3 separate regions of the Mus musculus genome follow, and all the other regions are linked to region 3. The links are chromatin contacts, called in public Hi-C and HiChIP or PLAC-seq maps. All regions are on one chromosome and are shown on one strand. The core of a region is the stretch at or near the end of the contact, and the rest is flanking DNA. Distances in the headings are between cores, read along the strand shown.

What was found. Hi-C and Micro-C count contacts between places; a contact is called where the count stands out from the background. HiChIP or PLAC-seq counts read pairs in DNA pulled down with a chosen protein or histone mark.
Region 1: a contact with region 3 is called in a Hi-C map of bone marrow-derived macrophages, with 24 read pairs. The contact joins the enhancer-like site here to the promoter of Cd200r4 in region 3. A contact is called at or near these places in 6 of 39 promoter capture datasets (the HPC-7 cell line, cranial neural crest, embryonic stem cells and 3 more), 1 of 484 Hi-C or Micro-C datasets (bone marrow-derived macrophages), 3 of 115 datasets of contacts at active chromatin or transcription factors (CD8 T cells, bone marrow-derived macrophages and regulatory T cells) and 4 of 9 other capture datasets (adipose tissue, liver, macrophages and 1 more).
Region 2: a contact with region 3 is called in an H3K4me3 HiChIP or PLAC-seq map of bone marrow-derived macrophages, with 5 times the contacts expected there. The contact joins the enhancer-like site here to the promoter of Cd200r4 in region 3. A contact is called at or near these places in 4 of 39 promoter capture datasets (embryonic stem cells, hematopoietic stem and progenitor cells and hippocampal neurons), 2 of 484 Hi-C or Micro-C datasets (bone marrow-derived macrophages and nephron progenitors), 4 of 115 datasets of contacts at active chromatin or transcription factors (CD8 T cells, bone marrow-derived macrophages, embryonic stem cells and 1 more) and 4 of 9 other capture datasets (adipose tissue, liver, macrophages and 1 more).

The regions. Positions count from the first base shown.
Region 1 is chr16:45,069,620-45,072,664 of GRCm38.p6, forward strand. No RefSeq gene overlaps it. Among named protein-coding and RNA genes, the nearest start is that of Ccdc80, 23 kb to the right of the region's middle. Within about 2 kb of position 1,267, at least 72 of the 459 cell types and tissues checked have an H3K27ac peak or open chromatin away from gene starts, as enhancers often do. A contact at or near this core is called in adipose tissue and bone marrow-derived macrophages, where this site is marked.
Region 2 is chr16:45,003,903-45,007,007 of GRCm38.p6, forward strand. It overlaps a transcript of Cd200r3 not described here. Among named protein-coding and RNA genes, the nearest start is that of Cd200r3, 62 kb to the left of the region's middle. Within about 2 kb of position 1,574, at least 24 of the 459 cell types and tissues checked have an H3K27ac peak or open chromatin away from gene starts, as enhancers often do. A contact at or near this core is called in adipose tissue, bone marrow-derived macrophages and macrophages, where this site is marked.
Region 3 is chr16:44,819,474-44,822,355 of GRCm38.p6, forward strand. It overlaps Cd200r4 (CD200 receptor 4), which reads left to right and starts at 1,255. Exons shown (of 6, transcript NM_207244.2): 1 at 1,255-1,486. The coding sequence starts at 1,423.

The DNA of each region.
Region 1 (3,045 bases), core at 17-2,516, 250 kb after region 3:
AGGTCAAGAGTGGCTCAGTTCAAAGTGTGCTCAAGGGAGACTCTAAAGCAGCAGACACCTTTGACCTGGGTCTGGATAATCAGGGCCCCAGTGGAATTGAAATCTGCAAAGAGAAAAGGTGATGGGAACATTAAAGGAGCACACGGAGCCATTGTCCACCTCACAGCACTCTGGCATGCATAGAGTGAAACCACGGATATCAGAGGACAAACAGCAATGGCAGGTAGTGTACCTAGGCTATGCTGCACGAGGCTCTGATAGCAGCAGCTGGCTCTCAAAGTTTAGGGACAAACTCCAGAGGAGCTTGAGTGCTGGGTTACAGAGTGTGAGCTGTTTCCAGTAGCTGAGAGCTATAATGGAGACTGAGCACAATAGCCCAACTGACATGGTGGGTTAGGAAGAGAACCCTACACCTGGGTGCTGGAGGGGCTGCTATGGCTCCCATGGTAACCCTGATGAAGAGTTTTCAGACAGGGCTGTACCTTGGTCCTCCTGTGAGCCAGGGTCAGAACCTCCCACCGTTGCAGTGGTCTAGGAAACATGGAGAACTTTTGAATTCAAGAGCACTGAGGCATGGAACAAACAAACTCCCTCTTCCAAATACTACGGAACTCATAAGATGGACGCAAATAACTCAATTCCTTGGTGAAAATCAGTGAGTCTTCACAGCCTCAGCACAGTTTGCTTTATCTGTAGTTTCAGATCAGAAAAATAGAGAAGAGAGAAAAAACAGTTTGTCTAAACACTAATCTGCTATGACTCAAAACCCCAATGAGTGCAAGCCAGACTCTACTTTCCACCCACTCAGGGCTGGGCCTTTCACATTTGGTAACAGCTGACCAGAGCATCTTCATGTAATATTGGCACTCTCGAAACTCCCAAGGGCTGGACTGAAAAAGCTGATCCAGACCCTGTCCTCATCCAGAACCAGAAAAGCTGTGGGGAGATGAGTGGCAGCTGGTGAGCCAATGGGCGAGTAGCTGATGGAGTGGAAGCTTCAGCTATGACTCACGGAGATGCAGAACAAGGCCAAGTTGCCCTGCCCAGCTGTTCTAGAGCTTCAAAACTAAATAGAGGAAAACCAGATGTTCACTTTTTTCAAAAATGAAATACCGACTACAAATGCAAAATGTAATTTTACTACCCAAATGCATACCACAGAGTACTTGCAGAATCAGAACAGACTTTTGCTAGCCTTCACGGGGTGTCTAGGGGACAAATATAGAGAAAGGACTGCATATTTCTCATCTCCTTTAGACTTCGTGCTACACTCCAGGGAGTATGAGACACTGTCTCGGTATGCCCACAGGGCAGCAATTAGCTTGTGTTTCATCTATTTAGAGTTGGGAGCAAACATAGGAACAACCTGCCTATTCCCAAGGCAAAGGATACTGGTTAAACAAGAGCAAGATAGGTAGTTAAGGACTTCGCCCTATGACCTCAAAGAAAGGTTATCCCATCAAAAAAATCAAAACCAAAACCAAATGAAAAACTCATCTGGCACGAATTTGCCAACATAGAGAAAAGCACCAGGAAACCAATCAGATACATAAGCTTTAGAAACATACCAAGCATGGGGTTTAAAATTGTTTCCATTAAAGTAAGCAGCTGGCTTTTGGGGCTCCCTTTCAGGTATGAATGTTATAATGGAGGCTGCCAGAGGCTAAGCCCTCTCTCCCAATGATGAATAAGTGACTAAGGAGCATGTACCTCCAGGCCAAGATCTGAGTTCATGAATTCTATAAATGATAAAGAAGATGCTAGAAAGGTCCAGGGGTGCAACGGACCACCCCAGCCAGGTATGGGGGTTCCTGGGATGTGGGTTCTTGAGGTCAGGTGGGTAAGGATTGGGTGGTGACAAACAGAAACAAACACAGAGGCAGAATACATACCACGAATGCATACCACACCCCATACTAGCCTTCACAGAGTGTCTGGGGTACAAATATAGAGAAAAGGCTGCATATTTCTCATCTCCTTTAGACTTCGTGCTACATTCCAGGGATTATGAGACACTGTCTTGGTATGCCCAGAGGGCAGCAATTAGCTTGTGTTTCATCTGTTTAGAGTCAGGAGCAAACATAGGAACAACCTGCCTCTTCCCAAGGCAAAGGAACCTGAGTGTGTTTTGCAGCTCTCAAGCAAGGGTTTTATACATAAGAGAAACAGGTGCTACAGCTCTGAAGAGCTGTGTTCAGTGAAGCAGCGAAATAGAACAGAAATAACAATAATCATTTGGTACATCAAAATACAAAATCATCCAAGTCTTACAACTTCAAAAAAAAGGTGTTTTCAGTAAAACATCTAGGTAGAATGAATATTGTTATGATCATTTGGTACATCAAAATACAAAAATTATCTAAGGCTAGTGGCAAATTCCCAAGAACAAGCTAATGAATGTGTGTGATCAGTTACTGTTTGACATCAGCTCCTGTTTCTCTGTAAATCTTCAAAACATAAACTTATACTGTTTTAATTCTTTTTATTTAAGGTTTTCTTAAACAATATACCAAAACCTACTTCCGATGACACACGTGCAGCCATATAAAATATTATTGTTGGGAAAGTTTTTATCAATACTATCTGATACATGATTTATATTGTTTTCCCAGAGATGGGGTCATGTTTCGTGACTCCATTTCAAGGGATGGTTTTGTAGCCACGATACTCACTTAAGATCTTAGCCTAGGCTATCAGGAACATCTTGTATATAGGAAAAGGAATAGAAAACATAAAACAGATAAGTAGCCAAGAGAACTACAGCTCAATAGGTTTTTTTTTTTTCCCAGTGAAGAGTTCCACAACCCACTCCAGGAGGCCTCCCTCTTTTGAGGTCAAATGCCTCAGCCTGTGGAACTTGTCACACAGATCCTTACTGGAGGTAGTGTGACACAGGGTCACTTCTTGGTTTCTAGGGACTGCCTTTAGGACCTGTACCTTGGCTCTGTCTTACCTGAACTGCATCCAAAGTCCTCAACTCTATTATGAATGACTATAGCCCTTCCCCATTCAGTCCAAGATTTCTCAATCCCCTGGTTCTTTTCT
Region 2 (3,105 bases), core at 324-2,823, 180 kb after region 3:
AGCATATTATCAAATTTAAAGACATTGTACATGGTCGCACACTTAGTATTGCACTTCAGTCCAGCTCTCTTTGACTTAAATGGTGATGTGCTTGTTACAAAAGTCTACCAACTCCTAGAATTGTTTCCAAACAATTACGGCTGTAGATAGTTTTTCAGCCAATGGGATGTGTGTCCTTTAGCTCTATGTGGACGTCAACGATGAATCGGTCCCTTTCTTTCCAGGAACTGAGAACTTTCGATGTTGGTGTCCTCTGTCGCTAGCATTCCAGCTTGGGCTTTAGGTGCCAGTCTCCAAGAACCATCAGTTTGTGTTACATTTCAGGGTTCAGAGTGTCATGACTCCCAGATCTCGGTCTTATAGTTCCTTGGATTCCAGACCTAGTAATTTGGTGCCTTTCTGGTATTCTCTTAGGCCTTGCAGAGTTTCTATCATGTCAGGTCTTAGCAGCTTTCCCCTCTCCTCTCACATTTCCCCTCCTCAGCCTTAATAAGAGGTCTGCACAATCTCTGCTGCTCTTTAGGCATCTTCTAGTGATTGCTGGTTGTACTTGGATGACTTAACCCAGTTCAATCTGCTCTTCCAGTTCAATCTACTGTAGTAACAATAGAGAACACTGTCTACAAGTGAATTATTCTGATGGGACCTTATTGAGACATAATGCTGCAGCACAGGAGGGTAGGGTGCAGGAGGGAGGTCTACAGGAGTGAACATAAGGAAGTGAGAAGAGGGCTGGCTGTAGACAGTCACACATACGTATAGCCTCTCTCTTGCTGGCCACCCACTTTCTACTTAGTCATGCTGGGCACAGATGTGCTAGGCTCACTGCCCCAGGCATCAAGGTAGAGGAGGAATTCCTTTCTCACCGTATTGAAAACATCCGTAGACATTCTAAAGAATCAGTAGAAAATATACAGACTATCTTGAGAGTGCTCAACATTTGAGAAAGTGTTGTCTAATTTTATTAAGTAAACATCAAAACTACACGTCATATACACAGGGATACTATCCTAGTTTTAGGAGTAATGGGGATGTCTGATGTGTACCTTAGAGGCAGTATGTGATCCTGATCTGGATAAGCTGCTCATGGTTTTGTGATCTTAAAGAAAAGCAATCCTAAGTAATGAAATCCCCAGGTGGTGCCTTGGAAGCTTTCTGGGGTATGAAAGAAAGCCAAAGAAGACCAATTGAGATTAAGAAAGACTTAAAAAGCTTACTCTAGAGGGGGTACATTGCTTTAGAAATAACTACTACATTGATAGCTTCCCACCTGGTATAATACTCGAATGGAATTCCCATGGAAAGGGGGATTCGTATGAAAGGGTATTCTTCGCTGCAGAATCTGTGACCTAGAGATCAAATGCAGCTGACCAACGGCATCAGAAAGAACCTGAAGAATTTTGGTTCTGGCAGCAGTACGAGAAGCAGTCTAGAAGGCATCTTCCTCCATTCTGGCAAGCAAGTTTGCATCGGAATCTGTAAACTGGCCTTGCCCTGTGGGCACCTCCACCCTTATTCCACTCCCTGAAACATGTGGCCTTGGCTTCAGCTGCAAGTGGGGCCCTGAATCAGGTCAGGCACCAAGCAATAGGGCTCTCACTTCCTCAATGTATTTCCCTCCCCTCCTCCTCACTTTCTCCCCTCTCTCCTTTCCTGTTAAGGATCATCAGACAAGCTCTCAGCCTTGATCACATGTTTTGCCCGTGTCAGTAGCACAGTAGCAGCACTCTGTTTATCTGAAGTCTAGCTTCAAGCTTTACTCTTCTGCAACACAGCACTGAAATCTTTTCTCGAGTTTCTTGCCAAAATGAGGACCTCGAATCTAAGAACTTTTGAAAAATTAATTAATTTTTTGCTTATTCATTTTATATCCTGCTCACTGCCCTCCTCTGAGTCAACCCCTTCCACAATCCTTCCCTCAACCCCGCTTTCTCCTCTGAGCAGGTATCCCCTAACCCGGGAACTTCAAGTCTCTACGAAGCTAGGTGCTTCATCTCCCACTGAAGCCAGACAAGGAAGCCCAGCTAATAGAATATATCCCACATACAGGCAACAGCTTTTGGGATAGTCCCTGTACTGGCTAGCTTTGTGTCAACTTGACACAGCTGGAGTTATCACAGAAAAAGGAGCTTCAGTTGAGAAAATGCCTCCATGAGATCCAACTGTAAGGCATTTTCTCAATTAGTGATCAAGGGGGAAAGGCCCCTTGTGGGTGGGACCATCCCTGGGCGGATAGTCTTGGGTTCTATAAGAGAGCAGGCTGAGCAAGCCAGTAAAGAACATCCCTCCATGGCTTCTGCATCAGCTCCTGCTTTCTGACCTGCTTGAGTTCCAGTCCTGACTTCCTTTGGTGATGAACAGCAGTATGGAAGTGTAAGCTGAATAAACCCTTTCCTCCCCAACTTGCTTCTTGGTCATGATGTTTGTGCAGGAATAGAAACCCTGACTAAGACAGTCTCCATTCCAGTTGTTCAGAACTCACATGAAGACCAGGCTGCACATCTGCTATATATGTATGGGGAGGCCTAGGTTCAGCCCATGGATGTTCTTTAGTCGGTAGTTAAGTCTCTGAGAGTCCCAAGGGTCCAGGGTAGCTGACTCTGTTGGTTTTCCTGTGGTGTTCCTATCCCCTTAGGGGCTGCACTCCTTCCTGTTCTTCCATAAGAGTTCCCAAGCTCCACCCACTGTTTGATTAGGAACTTTTTAGATGAACAGTTCTTCCTTTATGTTCATCCCTTGGCTTTCAGAGGCCATAGCACTGAGCCTGCTTTGGACAGAATGTGTTCATGAAATGGCAGCAAAGGTTCAGAAAAGTGCACAGGTATAACAACTGGAGAAAAAGAATGGAGCCTGAGGTAGGGATGGGATTAGAGGCATTTTTAAATCCCTCCTTCTTGACACAAGTCGTCTCGTAACTGTTTTTTTATGAACCTAGAGTCTTATTTTAGTAAATTATTCATGAAATCCACATCGGCATAAAAAGACAAAGTGCAGTGGTTTCTTTTAGTTAGAAACTGGTGCTCTTGGGGAACTTGCCAGTATTTCTGGGATGGGAACAGTGAGAACAGTTTGCTGAAGCCAACACATTGCCCATCTTTGATCCTT
Region 3 (2,882 bases), core at 5-2,504:
GCAACTGATATATAAGACAGAAGGAACACATGAAAAAGCAGCAACAATTCGTTTTTCCTGTCTTAAATCATGCTGTTGATTAAACTTTGTAGCTAAAGTCAGAGGTCAATAGAATGGGGGGGGGCACTAAATGTGTTCCAATTATGTTTTGTGTATAAATGAGTAACTTTAGATCAAAATACAACTTGGTTGCAAATGAAAGAATGGAAATATATATTTATGTAAATAGTAACCTTCCCCAAAGAACTAATTAACTATGGCCTCTATCAGACAGAGTAATGTTTAGGCAAAAAATAAAAATTATGAGGAGACAAAAAAGGATGTTTCATACTGATAAAAGGTGAATATCTCACCTATATGTTGTGATCTTGTAAATATATATATATATATATATATATATATATATATATATATATACACACATATATATTATATGTACATATACACACAAACAGCAATAACAACAACAACAACAGAACAGAACTCCAATGCATGAAGTGACAGTGGGTAGTATTAAAAGGAAGTAATATTAGGTGGATGTTTTGAATCTTTACTTTTTAGTAATGGCTAAAACTACTGGATAAACCATCACCAGGCAAATAGAAGCTTATAGAACACTATAAAACGATTAGCACCAACAGACAGAAACATAATTCCTCCCTAAAAAGCAGAATTCAATTCTCTATTGCACATGTAACAGTTCTCAAAATATCCCATATAGTCATCATAATGATAGTGACAACAGTGATGAACAGATGTCAGCTACCAGTCTCTGTTGATGTTTGACAACAAATAGAGCGATTGAAATTAACAGAGAAACTGATAAGTTACCATATATTCTTTTGTAAGTCCAAAGTAGCATACAGCGATGAACTCCGTAAAGCATTTCATTTATGTGCAGCTCACTAAACAACAAAATGAGCAAATGTTGATAGATGTCAGAGCCATGTTTGCTTCTTGAGAAGCAATACCAAGGAAAGGCATGGCGAGAGCTTTGAGAAACAAAATGGCAGGACCCTGGTTTGGAAATTTGGGAAATGCTTGTCCAAGTTCATTTGTACAGATTCATCAGCTGTATACATAAGGTTTGCTCATTTTCCAGTATACGATTTACCCTTTAAAAATTACTGCCTTAAAATGGAATTGCCATAAACTGTGTCTTAATCTTTTAATACTGTGAGAGAATGAAGGAGTTATGCTTTGGCTTCTTTCTTTATCATTCAGCAAACATCACTGTCTTTTTTTCCTGTGAAGGCTTAGTCATCCAACTGGAGGCAGACTGGAGATGAAGATAAAGATAGAGAAATGAGGAAGAAAGTCACTCCTAAATCGGTGAACTGAGCATAAACAAAGTTGACCAAGCTGGAATCACTGAGTCCACCCAGGGGGCTACGAATTGTGTTTCACTAGGTTCCACTCCAGATGCATGCTCTGGGGAGGATTCCGACTTTGACTTTGCTGATCTTCATCAATATTTTTGTGTCTGGTAAGTCTGACATTCTGAGAACTTTAGGAAATGAAATTGTTAACTTTGGTTAACTTTGGACTATGATAATCCTCCTGTCTCAGCCTCTCCTGATTCCTTGAATTATAGGCATTCACCTTTGTTTCAGGCTAGTAGGACCAATTTAACACTCTACCATTTACTTTTAAGTTGATTGTTAACAAGTTTTCTACAAATATTCCACTGAGGAGACTATTAGTTATTATCATGAATTTGAAGATTAGAGACTGCCTGAAAAATCCTGTACTAGATTTCTGGCTTGCTTCATCTTTACAGTTGACTTGAATTAGAGAGAGAGAGAGAGAGAGAGAGAGAGAGAGAGAGAGAGAGAGAGAGAGAGAGAGAGAGAGAGGGAGAGAGAGGGAGAGAGGGAGAGAGAGAGAGAAAGAGGGAGGGAGGGGGAGGGAGAGAGGGAGAGAGAGAGAGAGAGAGAGAGAGAGAGAGAGGGAGAGAGAGAATATCATCTGATCTATGGTAAAGTGGAGGCACTGAGCTTAGCTGGGAGGGAGCAGTCCTGTGCTGAAAGGGAAAGGGGGATACCATGGTCTGCATGTAGGCCAGTTTGTGCATTGCTGCCAGAGGCCAGAGAGTATGGAGTCTTTCTTAAAGCATTAGAAGTAATGCTTGTGGGAGGAGGGGGAAGCAGAATCTGAAATAACCCTTATAAGAACGGCTAAAGTGCTAGAGCTCTCTGCCTTAGCTCTGTCTCACCAGAACCATAGTTCCTAAGCAGACTGATCAATGTAAAAGCAAACTGACATTTCTTCAAGTACAAAAATACCAGCTATGTTCTTCTTCAAGATGTATAAATTTAGTTTGTCTGAGTTCAAGTTTATCATTAACAACCCATTTTCAACAATTAAGAAAAGCCTGAAAGACCTTTGCATGAAAGTAATTTAACCTCCACTTTCTGTTTTGTTTTAGAAACTATATATGTATTTACTGTGTGTATGTATTTCTGCATGTGTATTTGTATGTGTGTGTGTGAGTGTGTGTGTGAGTGTGTCTATGTGAATGCACCCCTGACACAGCATTTGTGCGTGGGTCAGAAGGCAATTATAGGAGTTGTTATCTTTTTCTATGTGGCCCACAGGGTTCAAAATCAGGTTCTCAGACTTTTCTACATGTGCCTTGGCTGTATTTCCTGCTGAGCCATCTTAATGGCCCCCTAACCTTCTTAAATGTAGATATTTGTTTTGTGATCCAGTACATAATGAACTTTGATAAATGTACCTAGGACACTTGAAAAAAATACCTATCTATTATGTACATTGGAACTGATTTTATAAATGTCTGTTTGGTCATTATAATTAATACCATTATTACTATATTCTGTTTATACTGATTTTTAGTGTTCTGATTGCTCTATTCATTTTTG